2 separate regions of the Mus musculus genome follow, and region 2 is linked to region 1. The links are chromatin contacts, called in public Micro-C maps. All regions are on one chromosome and are shown on one strand. The core of a region is the stretch at or near the end of the contact, and the rest is flanking DNA. Distances in the headings are between cores, read along the strand shown.

Region 1 (4,265 bases), core at 1,115-3,614:
CCTTTGCTCTTGACTGCAGAGACATCCAAGTGGAGGAAGGGGTTACACCATTGGTCTGGTGAGTTTGATTGGCAAATGGTATCTCTGGGTAGGGTGTGCTTTATAGAGTGGCTCAGTTTTTGTCCATTGCAACCTGCAAATGGAAGCGACTGCAATGAAGACGGAACATAGATTACTGAACCTTGGGGTTCTCAAATTCTTGCTTTAAACCTGGGTGTGTATTTGGCTGGGGAGGCAAGCAAGTGGTCCGAGAGTTTCTAGAATCTGAATGCATCCTGATTAGAAGGGAGAGAGGCGCCTAGATGGTTCTACCTAGGGCGAGGCTGCAGTGTTCACCCAGCTGGCCAGCGGGGCTGCTACATGGCCACTTCCACCTGTGGCCGGCTGGCTCTGGGTGTGGCCAAGCTTGCTCAGCATTTCCTCAGGAGCGTTTCCTCGCAAGCATTGGGAGCTGGCCAGGAAGCAAGAGGCAGCAGGGACAGAAGGGGTCACCTTTCTGGCAGCTTGTGGTGTGGCTATGACCTAAGGGACTGTTGACCGAGATACCGACTTCAAAAAAAGGGGAGGAGCCGGCTGTGGATGCAGCCACAATGTGCTCTTTTCTAGATGTATATTGGACTTCCTTTTTAGAAGTTTACTTAAGAAACAGAACAGGAAGAGAATCCAGAATTAAATGTGATACCACCGAGAATGCTTGGCTTTTAAGTAAGAGCCCAGCAATGACTTCTAGGACACATCTAACCTTTAGAAATGACCCAGGAAACTGAAGATTTACTTCCATTGCCGCAGTCACTCCCCAGCCGCATGCCTTCTCGTGCAGCCGTATAACTCTGGGCATTCTCTAATCTGTTTTAGTACCGAGGTGGACAGGCCAGCCCCTTGAAGGGCTGTGATTGTTAAGTGTAGTGTGCTCAGAATAGGGGCGTGTTAGAGGACTGGACCTGTGTTTTGTTCCAGACACAGAGCTAATGGCTCTGAGCCTGTCATTAGGATCACCACGCCCTTCGGTGTAGGCAGCGGCCGTTCTTCCCAGAGGAAAACATTGAATGCTCAATGAATGCTCACGACAGGAGCACTAGTTGATTAGGTGTGGACCGAGTGCAGAGCTCTGGCTTCAACCTCTGCCATGCATCTCCTCTCAGCCTCCTGTGTGCCAAGCACAGGTACGACACCTGGCATTGGCAGGGAACTGAATAAAAATGTCACACATACTCTTTATTTTTAATCCGATGAGAAATTTTAAAAGATCATTGTCTGAAGAATGCTTCAAGTTTATTTTTTTATGTAATGAGCAAGCATATACAATTAGCTCAAGTAGCGGCTACTGTCAAAAAACAAAATAATATGGAACTATCTGAGTCTCCCAGGGCTTTATGACTCACTGCTCTTAACAGGTAGGGAGGGTGTGGATATGCAGGTAGAGACTTTAACACACGGGCTCCTTGCTCAGTCAGCCAATACAGGTGACCTGATGGTTAGTTGGGCACATCTCCAAGAAGAGCTGGCTAGCCTCTCCCTTCTTAACTCTGGGCGGCCACACTCAAGTGCCTATGAATCAGCTAGTTTCTCTGGCTGCTCTTCCTGCACCTCAGATGGCCACTTCTCTCACCCCTACCCCCATGGCCAGGACTCCAGCCAAGGCTGGGAGCCAGGCCAGCTTGCCTCAGGCAAACTTCGCCTGGAGCTTATATGCAGTTGTAAAATCTGGTTTTGCCAAGCTTAGGAGGAGCCGGATCCTAGAGCCCCACCCCTCTGTCCGTCTGTCCGTCCATCCGTCCGTCAAGCTTGGATTTTCCTCCCCTCCCTTCTCTCTTGGATTGGGGTCCCAGCCTAGCCCTCTAGATATGTACCCCGAATCCCAGTAAACCAGCATACTTTCTAGGTACAAACAGGGATAGCGAGGATGGGTGTTTTAAAGACTAGCCCAGTTAAGACCCCAGCGCAGGTCAGGTGCGCCAAGACCTGAGGTCCTGGCTGCTAGTAGGAGAGGTGATCCAGCTACACAGTCCCCGAATGGGCACAGTTCACTTCAGTGTTCCCGAGAACCCAGCACTGCGCACTTGGGGAGTGAGGCAGGGAGGTGGGTACGAAATCTAGCAATCTTTATCCATGTGCGCTGAGGGGACAGGGGCGAAGGTGCAATGTATTGGTCAACAGGGCCCGAGTACCACAGATCTAGGGAAGGTGAGAGACGAGAAGCCCAGGGTCCTCCAGCTTTAAGTAAAAGTCGAGGTTTTGCAGAGATCTGGTTTTTCCGGGGGTGTCTTTAAGTCCAAGTAACTGTCTGGCAGTCGGCGCCCCGCCCGCCCGCCTGCCCCCTCTCCTCAGGGAGGCCCGCCCTCCCGCACACGCTGACCCTGGGACACACCCTTCTGCAGCGACGCAAATAGGGCGTAGTTCCCGTTAAAGGGGAACACCGGGAGCCTCCCACTGCCCCCTTGCTTTGCGCGCGCGCTGACCCGCAGCACAGCTGTCTTTGGGGACGCCAGCAACCCAGTGGACGCACCGGAGTTTGTGCCTGAGGCTAATCTGCTCTGAGATAGCTGTCCCTTTGAACTGAAAGTAAGTTGGTAGGGAAAGTGAAGAAGGTGGTGGTGGTGGGGGGCATAAAGCTGGGCATCATCTGGAAATGCTATGCCTAAAGCGGGGACGGGGCTCTGACCCTCCATAGGGCCGCCTTGTGACAAGAACGTGGAGACCCCTTCCTACATCCTAGCCTACCGGAGGGACACACCTAGGACTGCCTCTGCATCGTCCAGACCAGGGTGGTGGCGGTGTCTGGATAGAGGGTTGCTGGGGCGGCCTTGTGATTCTTTCCAGAGGATGTACTGTTAAAATACACGAGTCTCTGGTCCTTCGGGTTCTAGCCGCAGGCCCTATGGTGTTCTTGGTCTCTGCTACTTGAAGCCATCCAATGAAATTTGAATTTTCTGGAAATCATGGGGAAAATCTTGCTTATATCTTCAGTGCATTCCTGGCTTTTTGTCTTTGATGTGTTCCTTGGGAGGAAAATGGACGTGTCTGGGATAGAATACTTGTCAAAACTAATTTAGAAGTCTCCTTGGTCTAAGGTTCTATCCTTAACTGGTTCACTCAGCTGCAGCCAGATTTTCACGGCTGTACACATTCACTATCAGGTCACCCAAGTTTTAGCTCCCTAAAGTCTGAAGTGGAGGGGGAGGTAGGGTAGGAGATAGTATCTTCGGACCTTGGAAACACGTCTTGCCTGCTCTGACTTGCGAGAATTCTCAGACTCAATCAGCCTCTTTACGCACTGTCTCCTTCCCTCCAGTCAGCAGCAACCAAGGGATAGGGCCCCTGGCGCATCTATTCGGGATGGGGCTTTGGACAGGGGTCCGCAAGTGCGGCGGGCTCAGCCTAGCTCTCCTTGGGGCCGTCCAGGGGGTGCCTGTGGAGCTGGCGGGGCTGAAGGCTCTTCACCCCCCGGGGCGCAGGGAAGGCGCGGAACCCTGCGCGCGGGAAGCTCCGGAGCCGGGCAATCCTCCAGCCCGCCTGCTCTCCCGCTCCCCCAGCCGCCAGCATCTAGGCCGAGCCGGGGGCGGGGCGGCTGCTCTCCGCTGGCAAAAACGGGTGGAAACTTGGAGGCAAGTAACGGAACGCGGGGCGCGCTGGGGTCTGGGAAACCAGCCTCGGGTGGCGGGCGACCCCAGGCCTCTGGCTGTGAGCCTGGCGCCGCCCGCTGAGCCTCCAGTCTCGGGGGGAATCCACCCTGTGACTGGGTCAGGGACGTGGCCTCGGTAGCCTCCCAAGTCCCAAGGGCCCTGAAAGGCGCCCAGGCTGGGCGGAGGCTTGCTGTGGCCTCGGCTCATCGTTCAGGAAACTCCTCTCCTCCGCGCGCCTCCCGGGGTGATCGGGACGTGCGCACCACTTGCTTGTTTTGTTCCAAAGGCAAAAGATGTTCGATTGCGGGCGGGCACTGGGCGGGGATAGGGATGGCGGCGGCCGCCCCCTCCCGGCCAGCTGGGCCCCCGGGCCAGGGCCAGCGGCCTCACACCCGCCTTCCTCTCTCAGCAGGCACCGCTCCTCTGATCCCGAGCCCAACTCCCAGCCACCATGCTCCTACTCTTGTTGGGGATCCTGTTCCTGCACATCGCGGTGCTAGTGTTGCTCTTCGTCTCCACCATCGTCAGCGTGAGTGCGGGGCGAGCGGACAGGGGAGGCTCCCTGCAGGGCGGCAGCTATCTCTGCTCTGGGTTCCCAGCCAGTGCTTCCCCAGGTTGCCAAACTGGAGTGATATTTGCAGA
Region 2 (4,513 bases), core at 881-3,380, 38 kb before region 1:
TGTGAGGTCTGGGGGAGGGGGGTAAAGTCAGTCAGAAGTTAGTCCAGCACCCAAAAGGATGAGGTTAGCATTACCTGAGATGGGGCACACAGGTGACACAGGGTGCTCTCTCACATCCCTCCTCTGCCAGCCTCAGAACCTGTGGCTAACCCAGGGGATGCATCCGGGAGGGGAAACTCAGAAGATGACTGGGGGTGGGATTTCCCTTAGGGAGCTGTGAGAAGATCTTCATTTGTCATGGAGATGTGTGTGTGTCAGTGTGGAATCTTATCCAGATGCCTTCAGGTAACTCCTCTTAAAAAGTCTAAGAGAGTTAGAAACAAAAATCTCCTAATTGAAGCTCCCTGATTGGGGGGTGGGGGGGATATATTAGTTCTAGGACACCCTCAGAGATGTCAAAATTCACAGGCACTCAGGTCCTGTATATTAAATGGTATAGTATTTGCTATGAGCACTTCCTTCTATGTGCATGAAATCGTTTGTATATTAGCATAACCCAACGTAATTAGTACTAAAATAAGCAGCTGCTGTACTGTGCTGTTTAGGGACTCAGGGCAAGAAAGTGGGTGTGTATGCTGAGTAAGAAGCAAAGAATCCTAGGCCGCTGGCTCCCACGACCTTTCTCCTCCTTCCGTGATTTATCTGAGCCATAGATGTAGAGGGTACATTACAGGTGCACTTTTAGGTAGGTTGTGGGTCTCTGTGGTGCTCCTCACCCGGATGGTTAGAGGAGCCAGCTATGTAATGTATACACGAATATGCTCTAGGATGGTAAAATTCATAGTATGTGTATTGTACTAGGACTAAAAAAAGTACTTGGCATTAAAAATTACTTGTTTATTTGCTATAGACATTCAGCTGGGCCAGCATCCTGTGTATTGTCTGTAGGGATTACAAGGAAGAAAGACAGTGAGACGGGTCATCTCAAAGGAGCCCTGTGTCCCGAGGCCACCCTCCTGGGTCTCTGCTTCTGTCCTCTCATTGAAAGGAATAGAAAGGGTGGGGACAGGAAATGGGACCCTGTTTCTTAGGACGCCACCCAGACTCTGTATTTCCTTCCCAGCTTCCAGGATGGCCTTATAGTGCTTATAAACACATGTGGGCTGTGTACCCACGAACAGGACATTCCATCAATCCTCTGGGCGCAGAGTCCTCATCTGTGAAACAAGGACACTGGGCTTCATGACCCCTGGTGGTCCTTCTCCAGCTGCCAAGTCCTGTGAAGCTACATAGTTACGCTGTGTTCTGGTGCTAATGTGGTTTGGATACATGTCTGTCATGGTGAAACCTTTTTCCCTCTAGGGATGCCTCAATCCTTACTTGGTCATAGGCACTGTTCTATTCAAAACCGTTTCTTATATATATATATATATATATATTCCATGCCCTTTCAATCTGCCCCTGAGTGAAAGTTTGAAGAAAATACACTTCCATCTCTGTACCACCCGTGATGCACATCCATCAGGATCCCTGAGGGCGGTGTCAAGATTTCCCTTGGATATCCAAATCCACAAACATGAAATCCCTTATGATTCAGAATTTGCATATAACCCATTGATATCCTTCTGTGTCCTTTTCATTCATGGAGAGATTATTTGTAATGGCTATGCAATGTAAATCCTGGTTGTTACATTGTGTCATTTAGGGAGCAAGAAGATAACATATGTTTAGCATGAATACATTTTTTGACAAATAGTTTAAATCTGTGACTTACTGAGTGTGCATGCAGAGCCCCAGATACAGAGGGCTGACTGTAATCAAAGTTACGTTTTCAACTGAGTGGGATCCAAGCGGAGTGTTTAGAAGTGGCTGCTGGGTATCGTCTGATGTCTCCATTTGCTCATAGGAGAGTGGACATGTGTCTGGGTTTGTGTAGGGATGTAAGAGTAAGCTGTTTGACCTGGCATGACACTCAGAGTGGGACTCACATGGAGAGCAGTCCCTAAAACCGACGACTGCCTTTTTATAACCTGTGCCAGGTTTTACCCTTGAGTGCTCCAGGGGTGTATCCTGGGGGATACTATTGGTCAAATCAGTGGGTAATTGCTCTTGGGAAGAGCAATGGTCTAAATATAAACATGGTAGAAGAAATCCCAAAGGGGAAGAAGGAAGTTGGCCCAGTAAACACTGAACTCTTATGTGCAGCAAAACACAAACAAAATGAGAAGGCAAACAGTTACTTAGGGACAATGGTTTCTCCAAGCAGACAGAAAAAAAAAAAAGCAGGGCCACTATTTCCAGAAGCTTGCATAGCAGTTATGTTTATTTATGCAAATGTTGATAAGTAGCAGTGCTCTGGCAGGGAGATGAGCAAAGACTGAGGCAGCTTAGAGACCAAATGCAAAAGATACACAGGCCTTTAGGCAAGGTCTATAAACAGTACAAACCCGGAAGCCTGAGACGGACCTGAACTGTGTCAGTGAGGCGGAGCTGCTCCAGTTTGTGAAGACACTGTCACTTACTTTTTGTCCTCGGGGCTAATTTTCATCACTACGTAGAAAGAGCATCTGTGACAGTTTCAGAGTCACAGAGTACGCAGCGAGTGGCATGTACCGTCATCTTAATGTCGTGTCAAGGTTTGGTAAATTACAATGTTCTGACTTGAGATCTGGGAGGGTTTTTTTTTAACCTAGGGTCTCGGTGGGGCATTATAGCGTGAGGAATGTCCCTAACTGAGATATGGTAGGAGGTTGAGTAGAATTCTATATATTAAAGGCTCCTTTCTCAACCCTACAAAAGTCATGTTCAAGACTAAAGTAAAAAGTATAAAGTCCCACCTAAGTCAAGAGGTTTTCCCCTCACATTTGCTTTTTAATGAAATACCAGTGTTTATAACTTTTTCTTTTACAATATTGTGAGTAGCATCATACATTCATGTGTGTCCATATGAATAAGTATGTCAGTATATGGATGTGTGTGAGTGTGTGGTGTGTATAAGTGAGTGGAATTTTAGTGTTATCTCAGGTATATGTTTAGATTATCTTTTGGGTTATAGACTATAATGAGGTTGACAATAGGGGATGATTCTGGTAATTCTGGAAGCATGCATAGATATATGCATCCCTTGATATAAAAAGTACTTCTGACATGTCCCTTAAATCAGCTGGGGACAGACTGCCTGAGTGTGCCCGTCCACCTAACCATGTGCTCCCTCCTGCAGCCTTGTTAACGAGGTCTATGAGGTAGACGAGACCATCCAGACTCTGCAGCAGCGCCTGAGGGATTCGGAGGACACCTTGCAGTCCTTGGCCCATACCAAAGCCACCCTGGAGCATGACTTGGCTGTGAAAGCCAACACTCTGTACATCGACCAGGAAAAATGCATGAGCATGCGCAATAGCTACCCCAGCACCCTCCGGCTGGTGGGCTACTGCTAGGGACCCTGGGAAGAGTAGTTTTCAAACTCCTAAAAAGTGGTAGAAGGAAAACAGTATCTCAGCATCTAAATGAGTGTTAATATAGTCACTATTAAAGAGTTGTGTTCACAGAAACACCATGACCTTGTTCTGGATGGCCTCTCATTTGTGCCTAAACCTTAATTCTCTGCTTTCTGGGTTCTGGAATAGAAATAAGGAAATGTAGTCGATCCACCCAAGAAAGTAAATATGGGAGTCGAAGGATTCTCACCCCTCCATAAGTAATATGGATGAGCTGAAAATGAAGACCATTTTATCCTGGCAGTGACCAGATCCTGAGTCATAATGCTGTAAGCAACACTGAATGTTCTCTAAAGACCTGTGTGTGAAAGTCTTCACCACCCAGTGGGACATGGTGGGACATTTGGTATGTGGATCGAGGTAGAGCGCCTTGGAGCACGAGAAGCACAGGGGAGAACCTTAGCCTTTGAAACTGATGGCAGGATGCTAACCTCCTCCCATATCTTTTCCTTCTTGCCCATGAATTCTTGGGCATTCCTCAACATTGCCACACACTCTGAAATGGGAAGCAACAGCAGAGAGGGGCTTCTTCTCGTTTCTCACCTTCTCCTCTCTCTCTTGGTGTCTCTCTCTGAATCTCAATATGCTTACCCTGCTTTGCCATTGCCCACTAACTCCAGAATTCATGTCTCTCCCTCCTCCTGGTCTTCCTGTCTTAGTCCATGCCCTTTCTCCTTAGAATATTGGCTAGTCAATGTCACAAAACATTGTTAGATGCCAGAAGGGTAGATGTACAGATGATAAGCTTGTACATTTGGCTATTTTTTGTGGTCCCAAGATATCATTTTAGAATCAAATTATAGGTTTTGTCTTGTTATCCAACAGTTAAAAGTTCAACAGAATGTTATAATTTTATGAGTTTTACAACTCTGAACTTAACACATCTTTTATTTGTTATGTGTTTTGGGGGAATCTTTCTTTTTCCATGAAATATATATATATATATATATATATATATATATATATATATATTGAAGAATAAAGACATAACACTTACACTCACAGGAAAGAGAGAAGTCTTTTTCACTTTGGTGTGTATTCCTGGCATTACAAGAATGTGACGGGAAGAAAAAAAT

What was found. Hi-C and Micro-C count contacts between places; a contact is called where the count stands out from the background.
Region 2: a contact with region 1 is called in a Micro-C map of trophoblast stem cells, with 2.6 times the contacts expected there. The contact joins the enhancer-like site here to the promoter of Pmp22 in region 1. A contact is called at or near these places in 1 of 39 promoter capture datasets (embryonic stem cells), 1 of 15 datasets of contacts at CTCF or cohesin (the NIH/3T3 cell line), 11 of 484 Hi-C or Micro-C datasets (the HL-1 cell line, Kupffer cells, the N1E-115 cell line and 7 more), 4 of 115 datasets of contacts at active chromatin or transcription factors (bone marrow-derived macrophages, embryonic stem cells and heart atrium) and 1 of 9 other capture datasets (adipose tissue).

Annotation. Positions count from the first base shown.
Region 1 is chr11:63,129,093-63,133,357 of GRCm38.p6, forward strand. Pmp22 (peripheral myelin protein 22) reads left to right here and starts at 2,365. Exons shown (of 5, transcript NM_008885.3): 1 at 2,365-2,562; 2 at 4,033-4,152. The coding sequence starts at 4,075.
Region 2 is chr11:63,091,466-63,095,978 of GRCm38.p6, forward strand. It overlaps Tekt3 (tektin 3), which reads left to right. Exons shown (of 8, transcript NM_027660.1): 8 at 3,161-3,495. The coding sequence ends at 3,377. All of the region lies in intron 2 of Gm36926 (a long non-coding RNA gene), which reads right to left. Among named protein-coding and RNA genes, the nearest start is that of Gm36926, 26 kb to the right of the region's middle. Within about 2 kb of position 2,131, at least 2 of the 459 cell types and tissues checked have an H3K27ac peak or open chromatin away from gene starts, as enhancers often do. A contact at or near this core is called in Kupffer cells and trophoblast stem cells, where this site is marked.